Regions from separate parts of the Mus musculus genome. Here regions 2 and 3 are each linked to region 1. Evidence: chromatin contacts called from public HiChIP or PLAC-seq and promoter capture Hi-C data. All regions are on one chromosome and are shown on one strand. Each heading gives the region's core, a stretch centred on a gene start, on an enhancer-like site or on the middle of the called end of the contact. The rest is flanking DNA. Distances are from core to core; before and after follow the strand shown. Region 1 holds the start of Ctcf (CCCTC-binding factor). Region 2 holds the start of Nutf2 (nuclear transport factor 2). Region 3 holds the start of Tsnaxip1 (translin-associated factor X (Tsnax) interacting protein 1).

The links. HiChIP or PLAC-seq counts read pairs in DNA pulled down with a chosen protein or histone mark. Capture Hi-C pulls out chosen DNA fragments and counts their contacts.
Region 2: an H3K4me3 HiChIP or PLAC-seq map of the SCID.adh cell line shows a contact between it and region 1, with 30 read pairs. The contact joins the promoter of Nutf2 here to the promoter of Ctcf in region 1. A contact is called at or near these places in 21 of 39 promoter capture datasets (the 3T3-L1 cell line, 3T3-L1-derived adipocytes, the C10 cell line and 14 more), 1 of 15 datasets of contacts at CTCF or cohesin (embryonic stem cells), 20 of 484 Hi-C or Micro-C datasets (CD4 T cells, the G1E-ER4 cell line, the HPC-7 cell line and 13 more), 36 of 115 datasets of contacts at active chromatin or transcription factors (the 230-238 cell line, CD4 single positive thymocytes, CD8 T cells and 24 more) and 4 of 9 other capture datasets (adipose tissue, liver, macrophages and 1 more).
Region 3: a promoter capture Hi-C map of liver shows a contact between it and region 1. The contact joins the promoter of Tsnaxip1 here to the promoter of Ctcf in region 1. A contact is called at or near these places in 21 of 39 promoter capture datasets (the 3T3-L1 cell line, 3T3-L1-derived adipocytes, the C10 cell line and 15 more), 1 of 15 datasets of contacts at CTCF or cohesin (the NIH/3T3 cell line), 17 of 484 Hi-C or Micro-C datasets (B cells, CD4 T cells, CD8 T cells and 9 more), 21 of 115 datasets of contacts at active chromatin or transcription factors (the 230-238 cell line, the SCID.adh cell line, astrocytes and 16 more) and 4 of 9 other capture datasets (adipose tissue, liver, macrophages and 1 more).

Annotation. Positions count from the first base shown.
Region 1 is chr8:105,633,563-105,638,505 of GRCm38.p6, reverse strand. It overlaps Ctcf (CCCTC-binding factor), which reads right to left and starts at 1,968. Exons shown (of 12, transcript NM_181322.3): 1 at 1,786-1,968. Gm5914 (predicted gene 5914) reads left to right here and starts at 1,032. Exons shown (of 2, transcript NR_151742.1): 1 at 1,032-1,226.
Region 2 is chr8:105,858,086-105,863,028 of GRCm38.p6, reverse strand. It overlaps Nutf2 (nuclear transport factor 2), which reads right to left and starts at 2,496. Exons shown (of 5, transcript NM_026532.4): 1 at 2,324-2,496.
Region 3 is chr8:105,825,796-105,830,738 of GRCm38.p6, reverse strand. Tsnaxip1 (translin-associated factor X (Tsnax) interacting protein 1) reads right to left here and starts at 2,995. Exons shown (of 16, transcript NM_024445.4): 1 at 2,912-2,995. The coding sequence starts at 2,952. It overlaps Ranbp10 (RAN binding protein 10), which reads left to right and starts at 3,531. Exons shown (of 14, transcript NM_145824.5): 1 at 3,531-3,789; 2 at 4,550-4,661. The coding sequence starts at 3,555.

The sequences.
Region 1 (4,943 bases), core at 719-3,218:
AACCTAGATTTTTTTCTTAAGAACCTAAGCCACACATCAGTGGCTAATTGGTAAGAAAATCCGTGTTAAGCGTGGTGGGGAAAGGCTTTTATCCCAGCACTCGGGAGGCAGAGGCAGGCGGATTCTGAGTTCGAGGCCAGCCTGGTCTACAAAGTGAGCTCCAAGGCAGCCAGGGCTATACAGAGAAACCCTGTCTCGAAAAACCAAAAAAAAAAAAAGAAAATCCGTGTTAGAGTGGGTACGAAAAGGTTACTCCAGCAGTTTATCAAAGGAAGCTTTTAAATGCAAAAGACTTAATGCCAGGATAAATACCCTGTTTAATTTCTTTTCCTGCCTATGGATGCCTTGGAATTTTAGCTTTCTTAGTTGATCTAAACTCCAAAAAAGTATTAAGTCTCTTTGCTAATGTTTACTTAATGCTAAACTCAATACAGGAAGTCAGATACTAAAGAGTAGTTACATTAGGCACAGAAATTTATAAACCATCTGCTGCAAGTGACCCAGGATCCAATTACAACATCAACCCTCACATTTCATCCAACAGTCAAATTACCAGTCCAGTCATGAATAAGTTCATTCTACCCTATTGGCGCATTAGATCGGTTTGCACGATCTCTAGAGAGGGGCTGAACTGTCTTAGCCTAGCCCTAGAGCATCAGGTCCTAAGTGGAGTGCAAAGTTAGCGTCAGGACATTTTAAATAGGAGGCAAACTCCAGCGTCGCCTGTACCATCGCAACCAGCCCATGCTCCCGAATTTATGAGTTTATCACATCACTTGAGATGAGAGTGAAATTAAGTTTCAGTCCCTTTTGAGATTTCTGAGCGCACCAAGTCTGACTGCTATCGTTTCAAGGGGCTGAAAGAGTGCGAATACAGCTGGAGAAAAACTACTTTGGTGCAGGAATTCGTGTCTTTTTCCGCGCACCATTGGGGGCCGCACCGGTCGGGTCCCGCGCGATGCCCTGGCGTGAGTTTGGGGGCGCAGCGGGGCCCGGCGGGGGCGGCGAGCGCGCGTTCCCCCGCCCGCTCGGGCGGCGTCGAGGCGCGAGCAGCTCAGCCAGCCTTGCAGAGGGAGCTCTCGGCAGCTCAGGGGTCCCCTCTGCTCGCAGCCACAGCAGCGCCGCCTGCGACACTCGGCGGCGACGGAGACCGGCAGCGGGGACGATCGGACTACGAGAGACTAGAGAGCACCCCAGCTGCTGGAGAAGCAACGCAGGGAGATCGGGTAGGTTCCGGGACCGGCTGGACTTGAAGATGGGGAGTCTGAGGCGCGTCGGTCGGGACCCGACACCCACACGGTTCCGGGACCTGGCTAAGCGGCCGGCCGAGGGTTCAGAACCCCTAGGCGAAGCAAGCGGCGGCAACCGAGCCTCAGAGGGTCCAGACTCGGTAAGGGGTATCCGTCGCGGGAGGGGCAGAGGGCGGGCCGTGGCCCGAAGATCAGCCGGGCCAAAAGCCGGCCTCGAGGGTAGAGACAAAGGAAGGAAAATGGAGTCGCCGAGCGCGCAGGCCTCTGTCGCCACCGCCGCCAGAGGCCTACCATGTTGGGAGGAGGGAAGCTTAGCGGGCGGGCGGGCGGGCGTGGAGGGGGTTGGCCAGGCCCTGGCGGCGGCGCCGGGCAATGGCGGCGGCCGCGCCGCAGCAGGGACGGTAGAGGGAGACAAACACCCCCCGGCGGCGGCGCTGGCGCTGGCGCCGGGCTGCAGCCAGCGCCGACCGGAGCGGCCCCATCGTGACACCTAGAGGCGGCCCGCGAAACCTCCTCCACCCCGGGCCCCCTTTACCTTCGCGCCACACCCCCCGCGGCGCCCGCTCCGCCGCCGCTCCACCGCTCCGGCCACCTGGCGTCCCCGGCCGGCTCCGCGCGCCCGCACCGGCTGCTGCTGGTCGCCGCTGCCGCCAAAGAAGCAGCTCCGCGCACGGTTTAATCGCTCCACAGGCTCGGACACAAAATGGCGGCGGCGCGGTGCAGTGCGCCTGCGTCGGCGCTGCCGGGGCCGCGGGTGCTGATAAGGGAAGAGTCGGGTGGGGGGGGCCGGCCGGCGGCGACGAGGGCGGGGGAGGAAAGGTGAGGGGAGGGGTTGGCGCAGGGCAGCATGGGAGGCGGCCCCGGGCGCCAACTTTCAAAAGCCGGCGCGATGGCGTCACGGGGATGCGCCGCGAGGCGCGGCGTCACGCCGCACGCGCCCTCCCGCGCCCTCGCCGGGTCGCGCGTGGGCTCTGCCGGCGGCGCGGAGGCGGCCTGGTTCCCATTGGGGTGGGGCTTCCCTGGGCGGAGGCTGGCGGCTTCTGGGCGATCGGGTCTCCGCCTAGTTGCCCTGATTTCCTTAGCTCGCTCATTTTCCCTCCAAGCTGCGAAGGGCGGGAGGACGACGGGGAGCTGAAGTAAGCGCGCGGGGCTGGGGCCGTGGGGGTTGAGGAAGCGCCAGGGTTCTACCCTGCCCGGTCTCCTCCCACCCGGGGTTAGCTCTGCACCCTGTCCCGCCGCCGAGTCAAATGCAGTGAGTTCCCGCACTCTCTCACTTCTCCGACACTTGCCCAGTGCTCAAGATCGACTGCTAGGGGCTTCGCCCGGGGATCTTAGTAGTCTTCCTCCCAAGAAAAGGGCCTTAGAAAACCGAATGTGAAATTAAGAGAATCGGGACAGAGTCACCTCAGTCCGGAGATATAGCAGACCACACCACAGCAGTCGTGTTTAGCTGTATTTGGCACCGTGAACGTCTAAGTTTTTAAGACTGTTCTTTTTATTTCGGTTCCCAGTCGGTGGTACTTAATCCCTTCCCTTTCCCGGGAAGACCCTATTGGCAGGTGTTCTAATCATCTTCTCTCCCCGCCCCCCATAGCCTTGGAATGTGACTCGGGATTGTAGTCCCAGTTCTCTTGCTTTAGCTGTTTGGATAACAAATGCACCTGGCAGCAAGCTTCTGCCCTATTCATATACATCTGGGCTGTGTTGTGGGTATGCTGGTCCATTATCAATAGATATTGTTTATTCCCCCCAAAAGAATCGGAAAGTTAGAAGCATGTAAGATCCCACTGTTCAGATGTCAGTAACTAAGGCAAATGTGTTTAAACATCTTGAGTCCATTCACCCACTGTTGTGGAGCTTCCCTCCATGACTGGACTTAGAGGAAAGATAGAAGAGAAAGTCCAAGATTAGAAAGAGGATAATAGACAAGGAAGTAAACAGAAAGACAAGTCTAGACTGTTGGATTGTAGAATCCAAGACCAGAAGTAAGTTTGAGGCAGGAAGAGAGGTTTCTGGTTTTCAGATGCTGAGAGTTCCGGTACAGTTCAGCCAGAGGCTTAGCTATTGAGTTTATTACCTTGGAGATAGCTGGGAAAGATCATGGTGACTTTAGCTTGACTCATATGGATTAACTGAAGAGGTTAACCTGAGTAGAATGGGTTAAAAAGTAAACAGGAGAGTAAGGAAATAGAGACAGTGCATGAAGGCAGCCTGAGTTCTGCTGTGGGTAGAGCAGACATTGGGGAATAGGTGCAGAAGGATGTGAGGTCAGGGGGGAGTTTTGTTCTGTCTCCCTTTGGGCGGTATGAATCCAACCCAAAGCCATGGTCTCTGCCCTTGAGCATCATCTCAACTCTGGGGATGTTTTAAAAGGTGGTAGAGGGGGTCAAGTGGTGATGGCTTACACATTTAATCCTAACACTTGGGAGATAGAGGCAGCCAGATCACTTTGAGTTTAAAGCCAGCCTGTTCTACAGAGTTACTTATAGCCAGTGCTACACAGAGAAACCCGTCACACACACACACACACACACACACACACACACACACACACACACAACCTAACTAAAAGAGATGATATTGCCAGACAATGGTGGCACATGCCTTTAATCTCAGCACTTGGGAGGCAGAGGCAGGAGGATTTCTGAGTTCGAGGCCAGCCTGGTCTACAGCATGAGTTCGAGGACAGCCAAGGATATACAGAGAAACCCTGTCTCAAAAAAAAAAAAAAAAAAAAAAAAAAAAAAAGGATGCTATTATTCCCAAGCATTTTTATGAACTATCAGAAGTGATGCAGGGAAAGGGAAGCTTGCTTGACCTTAAAAGACTGAAATTGGCGGGAGGATGTATGAGAACCAGGAGAAATGGCCTTGGAAAGGAAGGCCCCATTGATTATAAGGGTAACGAGGTGAAGGGGTATGCAGGGGTGTGCAAATGTAGGAGGGAAGAAACCTGAGTTAGTAGGACAGCCCTGCTGGGATAGGGTGCCCATTTAAGGCTTGTGATCATTAGTGTAAAGTTAAACCAGATGACCCAGTCTGTGTTTTTTCTCCAGTAGCATTCAGCTTTTAAAGTATGTGTGTTTTTTATCTATAGAGTGTTTTGCCTACATATGTGTGTCTGTGTACCACGTGTATGCAGTGCCCATGGAGGCCAGAAGAGGGGAGGTACATCCCTTGGAACTGGAGTTAACAGAATGTGATAATCCACCATGTGGATGCTAACCCTAGGTCCTCTGGAAGAGCAGCCAGTGCTACTAACCATCAAGCCACTTTTCTGGTCTGCATTCAGCTTCTTGAAATACAGACATGAAAAAAGGGATAGTTTGGTTTCTCAATATCTGGACACCAAGTTTTTCACTCTTAGCCCTAGTTACTTGCTGTATATTAAATACTGTTTTTTAAATGTGTGAAATATTTGAAACTTTACCTCAGATCACCTTGAAAGTAATTTACAATAATAGCTGATGTGTGGGCAAATAAAGGCATTGTCTTTGGAAAGAAGGGAGAAAAAAAATAAAAACACTTCAGCTGTAGTTACTATGTATGACCTCTGAGGTATCAGAAGCCAGGAATAGGGTCCAAGTAACCTTAGGACTGCTTTCTGGAAAACAAAAAAACCTCTGTGCTGTTCTATCAGCTGAGAAAATGCTGAAAACACATAGGAAAGAACTAAAGGATGTTTTCTTTCCTA
Region 2 (4,943 bases), core at 1,247-3,746, 220 kb before region 1:
ACAATCCAGAAGAGGGTGTCAGATCTTGTTATGGATGGTTGTGAGCCACCATGTGGTTGCTGGGATTTGAACTCTGAACCTTCGGAAGAGCAGTCGGGTGCTCTTACCCACTGAGCCATTCCTGAGAACTTTTAAGGAATAAGGAGAAACCCAAATTTCTTGAACACTATCTTTTTGATCCTGAAGATGCAAAAGTATACATAGCCTAGTGTTTATAAAGTTAAGGTTTGATTCCTACCCAGCACTATGAAAAGAGGGGAGAGGGAGAGGGAGAGAGATATCTCCTCTGCACACACCACCCAAAAGCTTGGAATATGCAAGCTGATCTACAGCCATAAACACAACTCATCTAAAACTGAGACAAGCTGGAGTTGGTTTTAGTTCTTTGAGGCGGGGTCTCATGTATCCCAGGCTGACCTTGAATTTCCCATGCAGCTGAAGATGTAACTTGTGATCCTCATGTTCCTACCTCTATGATGGTAGGTAAGTAAACTGGACTGCAAGCTTGTACCACCATACCCAGTTTATTCAGTGCTAGTGATCAAACAAGAAATCTATCAACTGAGTTACATCCCTGTCTCCAAAAAAAGTGTGGAAATAGCTGCTTTTAGTTCCAAGTGGCTCCTACTTCTTTGACCTTTTATGTTCTGTGGATAGTCCTTCCCAACTGCTTAGCTTAGCACACCAGGGAGTCTCTCCAGAGCCTATTGGCTAAGCCTTACTTCCATGTGCTTAACAGCTATAATAGAGATTAAGAAGCTGAGTCAGTCCATAGAAGGTAGGCCCTGGTGAGAGCTGAGCAATTTGCTTGTGGCCTTTGACTAGGGAGAATGACTGGACAGAGAACTGTACTGGAGGGGGAAAAAAAAAATCAAGTGAAAGCCAGAGCAACAGTACTGAGGAAATATTCAGGGAGCAGGGGGCGCTAAAGATAGTGGCTTTCAGCTTTCTGGCCCTAAGTCAGTCATCCTAAGAGACTGGGCACTCTGCTTGCCCAGGTCTCTGGGACCTCTTAGGCCTTTTAAGAACTGTGACACAGAAGCCAGCAACAGACCAGAGAATTCAACCTGACAAGAGATGCTTTCTGCCAAGTCCTGGGAGCTTTTCTCCACTAGTTCCTAATCATCACTCAAAACAGAAGTGCATTCTCAAAGCCTGCCTACTAGTAACTAGTCAAATACACTACATCTCCAGGAATTCAAGGTGATGGATGACCTGAGGTGCCATTGCTAAGGTACTTTCTCTAGACCCATCCAGCTTCTTGACTGTTCACAGGCAGCCCTAGCACACGTGAAGAGAAAGCAGACATCGTGACTTCTAGTTCTAGATCTACAAAACAACTTCAAAAGGCAAAAACAGTCTAAGCCAGTGCCATAGGCACAAGGCCCCTTCCACCTTCTCTGGGCTCAAAAACCTCAAGCATGGAGTCCATTTCTTCATGAATTAAATCCGACCTCATCACTTCAGTAAGGAGTCATCTTCCTGCTAACTCTAGGAGGTTCTAACGTACTTTAGAATTGGGCCCTGACTGAGAAATCTAACAAAAACACTGGAGGCTCACACAACCCACCCCAGAGCTGGAGTCTAGTCATGGATAAGATTGGAGCTGCCTCTCCAAAGATACTAGGTCCTTATTTTCCAGGACTAGCTAGAGGTAAAGTCCCACGAGGCATCCCCTCCCACCCCAGAATCCCTGCCCTTGTCCTCCATGCTGGACACTGCAGCACCGGTTCTACCGAGGTAGAGGTTAAGTTTCGTGCACTCCCAGCAGGCAATCAAGCAGAGAAGCGTTCACCTACATCCTAGCCGGGCTATGGTTTGGAACCGGGCAATGGTCCCAAGCCCCAGCAGCGGCAGGAGGGCCACCCTTACCCATGCTGGCTCTGGAGCGAGCTGGGTGGCGTTGCCCATCCCCGGATCTTCGCCGGCGGGTGGTGGGACGTGGGTCTGGGATCGGCCCGCCAACCTGCCTGCAGAGGTTGCAGGATTCGAGCAAGCCAGGCAAGGCCACACAGGGCCGGGCCCTGAGAGCTATCCTGATCGTCCGGACAAAAGAAAAAGATCTGGCCATCAGCCAAGACACAGGGTGGCCCGGACAGCCGTCCATCAGGCTCTCAGCATTCCCCGGGCCGCGGCCGCAGACAATCCGCGGTAGGCGGAGCCGCGCGCGACACATGGTGCGGGCCCCGTGCCTCTTCGGGCCGCCGTGGGGGTGTGAAGAGGGGAGGGGCCTCCCAGGGCCTCGAAGCAGAAGCTCCCGGCGGCCTAGAGCGCGGCTCCTGCGGCCCAGCCCCCGCCCCGGAGCGCTGGCCCCAACACTCACCCGTGGGGCTGGCACGATGGCGGCAGCGGCGGCGGCAACCCAGCGCGGTCTGCGACCGACTGTCCCTTCCCCCTTGCCTTCCCTCGCCCGTCCCGCTGCACTCAGGGAAACGTAGTCCCAGTATGCTCCTTATACGCCTTAGTGAGCTTAGCTAGAACTACATTTCCCAGAATGCCATTCGCAGAGGCGCAGCCACGGCTCGCAGCGCGGGAGGAGAGGCTAAGTTAGGGAGGGAGGCGGTCCGGGTGAGCCCCTGAGAATTGTGGTCTAGCGGAAGCCTCTGGAACACGGAGTTGGCGCCAGGCAAGGATCAGGTCTCGGTTGTAGCTGGGTCCCAGCTGGCTTGGCCCCGCCTAAGTGTATGTGGCCTATGGAGCCTGACCCCGCCTCCATGGGAGCCTGGTTTAGCTTGGAGCTGGCTGGCTTGTCCCAGCAGCCCCTCCCTAGGCCCCTAGTCCAAAGCCTACTCCCTTTAGGCGCCCTGGCTACCAGCTCTGCTCCTCTAGCATCAACCCACGGGGGCGAAACCCACTCCTCTCTTGTTCAATGAGTTAGCTGTGTCTCAGAGGAAGCCACTTATCCCAAAGTTGGTTGGAAGGTAACTAGGTTTTTATTGAAACTCTAAACACTCATCTAAGGTGGGCCCATAGTTGGAGAGGTTAACCTCACGTGTACAGAGAGGTATTTTTAAAAACAGAATCGTGAGGGTTTTCTTTTTTTGATTTCCAGGTTTACTTGTTTTGTTGGAGCAGACAGGGCAACTATTTTTGTTTGTTTATTTGTGTTGAGGAGGGATGAGCCACGACATGGGTGTGGAGGAGAGAAGCAGCTTTCTGGAGTCAGTTCTTCCACCATGGGGGCCTTGAAATCAGATTCTCTCAGGTTTAGCGACCCACGGAGCCAGCTCACCTTCCAACTTTAATTTTTATTGAAAGATAACTGGCGAAACGTAATTTTCCTAAATGGCCAGACTGTAAATAATCTTCCCACCCCTTCCCCTTTACTTTCAATATCCTTTTCAGTTTCCTGGGTGACACAAATATTTGAAGTAACGCCTCTCCGTCCCGCCTGTGCTGGGCAAATGGCTCTGCTACCAACCCACAGAACCACAGAAAAGGAAAATGGCTGCAAACACCCCTATCTTCCTAGTCAGAAGACTCTTTAATACTTCTGTTTTGCCCTCTTAGCCTCACCCCACCTCCTGGAGATGACTGATAAAACCAGGCTAAGCTTCTTGATTAAAGCCCCTGTCTAAACTGGGCAGTGGTGGCACGTGCCTTTAATCTCTGCACTTGGGAGGCAGAGACAGCAGATTTCTGAGTTCAAGGCCAGCCTGGTCTAAAGAGTGAGCTCCAGGACTTCCAGGAGACAGAGAAACCCTGTCTCGAAAAACAAAACAAACCAAAAAAAAAAAAAAAAGAGAAAAAAAATCCTCTGTCTATCCAGACCACTTTGCTTGGTCACTAAGAACTCCATGTTACCCTGTTGGCGACACATCAGGAGCCTGACCCCACCAAGAAAACAAAACACAAGCAAATCATGAGACAGGATGAAGGATCCAAGGAATGTTGCTAATGGGTTCAAAAGAACCAAGGTGACAGCATCTGTTCTTTGGAAGACCAGGAACTCAAGGACAGGCTGGAGAGAGAAGCCCCCATTCTAAGGGAAGGGTATTGGTTGGTAGCCTGAAAATACACTGCTGTGTTTTCACCACCTGATCACAAGCCAGAGCTAACCCTAAGAGGCCGATGTAGCTTCTTCCTAAACTGGGCACCTATACAGCACATACAGCAGCTTTCTTTTTGTTTGTTTATTTGGTTGGTTGGTTTGGTTTTTTTCTAGACAGGGTTTCTCTGTGTAGCCCTGGCTATCCTGGAGCTCACTCTGTAGACCAGGTTGGCCTCAGAAATCCGTCTGCCTCTGCCTCCTGAGTGCTGGGATTAAAGGCGTGCTCGACCATGCTTGGCTAATACTGCAGCTTTCTCAAGACCCATTTCCCAACTCAGAGCCAAAGGACAAAAAGGGAAGTAGACCCTGGTGTCTTGGGTTCACTCCAGCTTACAGTCATAGTCAAGTTTAACAGAGCCAGAGCCTAAGGAGGTAGAGTACACGCATGTCCCAACAGTCACAGAAACAGGTAATGTTAAAAGGCATCTACAGAGCTACAAAGATGAATCAATAGTTAAAGAGTACATCCTGCTGGGCGTGGGTGGCACATACCTTTAATCCCAGCACTTGGGAGGCAGAGGCAGTTGGATTTCTGAGTTTGAGGCCAGCCTGGTCTACAAAGTGAATTCCAGAACAGCCAGGGCTATACAGAGAAACCCTGTCTCGAAAAAACAAAAAAAGTCACTCAGGTCTCCCCATTAGCTTTGAGCTGAATTACTTACAACTACAGATAAAAATGCCATCTTACCTGTCCAATGTCCAATCTAAAAACTGAGGCAGCCAAACCAGTGTAGGGATTACAAACCAATTCCTTAATGCCCTCTGCTCACCTACCTCTTTCACAATGAAGGTATACGGGAATGAATGTATCTGTAACAAGTCGCTGGTGCCTGAAAGAGCCGAGGCTGCTTCTAGCTCTGGACTTCACTGGTTTGTTAATTACATCCACATG
Region 3 (4,943 bases), core at 1,746-4,245, 190 kb before region 1:
TAATGGATTGAACCTTTGAACCTGTAGGCCAGCCCCAAATATATGTTGTACTTTATAAGAGTTGCCTTAGAAAAGGCTCCTGCCAATGTGAAGATAGATGGATTGCTGTGACACACCTACCTACACACTATTTGCAGATAATCAGTGTCCTATGCTGTTTTTACAAATAAACTTGAAGCAAGAAAAAAAACTTGCCTTGGTCATGGTGTCTGTTCACAGCAGTAAAACCCTAAAACAGGTACTTATTGGTTTATTTTTAATTTCTAACTACTTTTCTTTTAACGATTTATTTATTTTATGTATGTGAGCACACAGTCACTGTCTTTTGACACACCAGAAGAGGGCATCAGATGCCCATTACCATGTGGTTGCTAGGAATTGAACTTAAGACCTTTGGAAGAACAGTCAGCGTTCTTAACCGCTGAGCCATCTCCCTAGCCCCTAACTACTTTTCTCATTTAAAATTTTATTTTTATTATTTTATTTGTATGAGTATTTCCCCAGGAGGGCAGAAGAGAACATTGCATCTCTTGGAACCGAAGTTGAGAGAGTTGTGGGTGTTGGGAATCTCACTCAGATTTTCTAGAAGAGCAGCCAGGCAGTGCTCTTAATCACTGAGCCATCTCTCTAGACTCTAATATTTTATTTATTTATTTATTTATTTATTTATTGTTTTTCGAGACAGGGTTTCTCTTTGTATCCCTGACTGGAACTCACTCTGTCTGTAGACCAGGCTGGCCTTGAACTCAGAAATCCACCTGCCTCTGCCTCCCTAGTGCTGGGATCAAAGGCATGCGCCACCACTGCCTGGCTTAATTTTTTGTTATCTGTGTGTGTACATGAGTGCAGGTGTCCACAGACACAAGAGATGTCAGATCTCCCTGTAGCTGGAATTACAGGTGGTTGTGAACCACCTGATGTGGACACTGGGAGTCAAACTCAGGTCTTCTGAAAGAGCTTACCTGCTGAGTCATCTCTGCAGCCTCCTCAAGCCCCAAGTTTTCTTTTTCCTCTCTTTCTTCCTTCTTTTCTTTCTGTGAGTATTAATGTGTGAGCCATAGGGTCCAGGGGAGATTAAAGGACAACTTGTTGGTATGACTTTTGTCCTTCTACCATGTGGGATCTGGGGATCAGATTAAGGGAACCAGGCAATCCTTAACCTGCTGACTTATCTCTCAGGCGTGTGTGTGTGTGTGTGTGTGTGTGTGTATGTGTGTGTGTTCAAGACATGTTTCTCTATGAGACCAAGCCGGCCTTGAATTCAGAGATTCTCGTGCCCCTGCCTTCCAAGTGCCATGTGCCACTACTGCCCATCTAGGCTCCCATTTTTATTTATTTATTTATTTATTTAAACATTTATTTTATGAGTACACTGTAGCTGTCTTCAGACACACCAGAAGAGGGCATCAGATCTCATGACAGATGGTTGTGAACCACCATGGGGTTGCTGGGAATTGAACTCAGGACCTCTGGAAGAGCAGTCAGTGCTCTTAACCACTGAGCCATCTCTCCAGCCCCCTTGACTCCTTTTTTTTTTTTTTTTTTTTTTTTGGTTTTTCAAGAGAGGGTTTCTCTGTATAGTCCTGGCTGTCTTGGAACTCACTCTGTAACTCTGTAGACCAGGCTGGCCTCGAACTCAGAAATCTGCCTGCCTCTGCCTCCCAAGTGCTGGGTTCAAAGGCGTGCGCCATCACCACACAACCTAGACTCCTATTTTTTAAAAAGTGATTTAACACCAAACCTCAAGGAGGAATGCAAAATATTTACATTTATATCTCAATGGTGGTGAAAACTCGGTGTTATAAATGGCTGCAGGCAATGTGTGCTCAGGAGAATTTCCTAGTATTGAATGACCTTCACAGACAACCCATTAAAGTAGCAAGCAGGGATATGAGAACAAAGGGAGAAAAGCCCATACATAGGAGGAGAAACATTCTCCAAGGAAATATAAAACTCTAAGGTCTCTTTTATCAGGTTCTGCTTACATTCTACTGTGCTAAGCTCTGATCTGTCCATCTTGTTGACCCTCTCTAACGTCTGAGGGAGAAAACCCACACTGCATCTCTATAAGGGAAACAGTGTGTCACTACATGAACTGTGAATTAATATGTCACATAACCATCAAACTCAGCTTATAAAAACTACATTGTGCTCCCTTCCTAATGAATGAAGATTCTGAGTCTGTTTCATATTCTGTGTGTTGCTGGGGATCAAACCAGGTCCTGGCATGTTCTAGCTACAGCCCCAGCCCTATTACATATTTTTTCATAGACAGTAATTTTCCTGGATTATGCCTTTGATGGGAAACAGTTGTCTCTTTCAACCTGCTGCTGCCTGTTTCTCGGAGACTTTTTTTTTCCTTCAGGGACAATCATAACATTGGTATTTTCTGTCCTTGGAACCTCTGTAGGCTTATTATTATTATTTTAATTCATTTATTTTAAGATGGGTCTCTCCATATAGCCCTGACTGTCCTGCAACTCTCACTGTTCAACAGGCTGTCCTTTTGTAGCCTTTTTCTACCAAGGCAGCAGACCTTGAAAGATTAGAGTTGAGAATGAAATCACCTCTCTCGCCCTTCTTCCACTACTGGGAATGAGCAGGTGGGAAACTGAATGCTTCTTATAAACAGGAGTTGTGAGAATTTCACATATAATTATAATAAGGCACTTCGTTTTTTAGTGTCTAGCTAAGATCATCTATCTACGATAAAGTACACCTGCACTTTTGGCAGCTTGTAACGTTCTTACTGGACTGACGAGTCAGCCCCAATTCTATTACAACTGTATCGCTGATTCTGCGGCGCTGAAGTCCTACCCAAAGAACAGACAGTGCAGCGATCGGAATCAGTGTCATTTTTCTTTTTGGAAATATTCAAGTCTTCCCCGCCCTCAGCCCGGCCAGGTGCTACCTTGGCTTGGAGAAACTTTTACGCTCCTGTAGGTTGGCCATGACTTTGGAGCAGATGCAGGATTGAGCCGTTGCGGTAGTGTACAGTCCGTTGCCATAGGGACCAGACCCCAGCAGCCTCTGCGTTGAGGGCGGGCTCACAGTTGAGCCACGCCTCCAGCCCCCGCCCCCGTGAGCACTCTGGAGAAAGGCCAAGCAGTAAAAGTAGACCTGGAGCTGGGGATGGGGTATTCTGAGAACCAGTCAATACAGCAAATTTGATATTAGCTACAGAACTGAGGCAGAAGAATAAAGTGAGACCGTGGACGAGGAAGGCGAGCTTCGAGGTCTGGCCACTTGGCCAGTCGGGAATGGTAGTTCTCAGTGGTTCGGAGTCTTCGTTGTACTGGCTTGTGAGTGAGCAGTGATGTACTACATCTTCCGAAGTTCTCCAGGAACCCTCGTTGGCCGGCTTCTACAGCGCTATGCATTGTGGGATATGTAGTCTAAATCTGGCGAAGTATAGTAGTGTCCAGAGAAAGGTTGCCGGGACTCGGACTCAGTTTCCCTACGACCCTGGGATGCTCACGGCCCATTGGCTGAGCAAGGCAAATCTGGTTGCACTCCTCCCCGCCCCCAGTGACACAATAGCAGCTCCCTCCAAGATGGCGGCGGCGACGGCAGACCCGGGAGCTGGGAACCCGCAGGCTGGGGACTCCTCCGGTGGGGACTCCGGGGGCGGGCTACCGTCACCTGGAGAGCAGGAACTGAGTCGGCGCCTGCAGCGCTTGTACCCTGCGGTTAATCAGCACGAGACGCCGCTGCCGCGCTCCTGGAGCCCCAAGGACAAGTACAACTACATCGGCCTCTCCCAGGGAAACCTCCGTGTCCATTACAAAGGTATCAGCGGGTCTGGCCGCTGGGAGACAAGTTTACTGCGTCTGCAGGGAGGCTGTGCCCATTTTCCCTTTCTTTGCCCGGGTTTTCTGAGAGTTGGGCCTTAGCCCAGCGGAACGTCCAGAGTAGAGGGGTTGGTCAGGCCGGGGTTTACCCTGCTTCCTTTGCTCTGTTCCTAAATATTAGACTCAGAGACAACTGCATTAAATGTCCAAAACTAGACAGGACCTTCCACTTCAGGGCCACCCTTCTTTCCTGAGCTGGCTCCAATTTATGCTAGGCCCTTTACCACGGCTTAGTTTCAGTCTTTTTTTTGCAAAAAGAGGTGGTAACATTGCCACAGTAAGTGCATGGGCTGCCTGGCTGCCAGTCATCCCGGGACTGGGCTAGGCGCTGTGTGCTAAAGTTGTTGTTGGTGACTTCCATTTTTGCCACTTCCTTCCCCTGGGCTCCAGGCTGGGCTGTTTGGATTCTGGAGAGACGGACAACAGTATTCAGTGTCTCTCACACACTTCTGTTGCCTGTATCTACCTTGTTTTGTTTGTTGTGGAGGACAATATCTCTGTCAGGACTGTTGGTCTGGGGTGGAGATGATCTAAAGGCGGGAGGCTTAAGTGTTTACTCAGTTGTCTTATTATTCCTCAGAGAGTACAAGAACTTCTTCTGGCCAGGGAGGGTTGAATTTACCATGGCGTAGAGAAAAAGGAGGCCTTCATTTGCGTTTTTCTGGTGTTGACATTCCTTCCTTGGCTTCTTACATCAGGTCATGGCAAAAATCACAAAGATGCAGCCTCTGTACGTGCCACCCACCCCATCCCAGCAGCCTGTGGTATTTACTATTTTGAAGTAAAGATTGTCAGCAAAGGAAGAGATGGGTAAGCCTACTTAACTATCCCTTTCCCTCCTCAACATAGGACTGATGTTCCCCGTTGTCAGTGTTTGAAGCTCCTGAACTAGTATCAGGGACTGATATTAGCCTGCTGACCTACTTGGATCCGGGCTACCACTCCTCTGACTAGAGACACGATCTGGTCTGAACAGTGAGTGGGCTTTGAGAGCAGTGGGCACATTATAGGTGGAGCGGAGGGCACTTTTTTTTGTATTGTAATTAGATAGTCATAGATCGGGGTTGTAAGTAACAAGGTTACATTAACAAT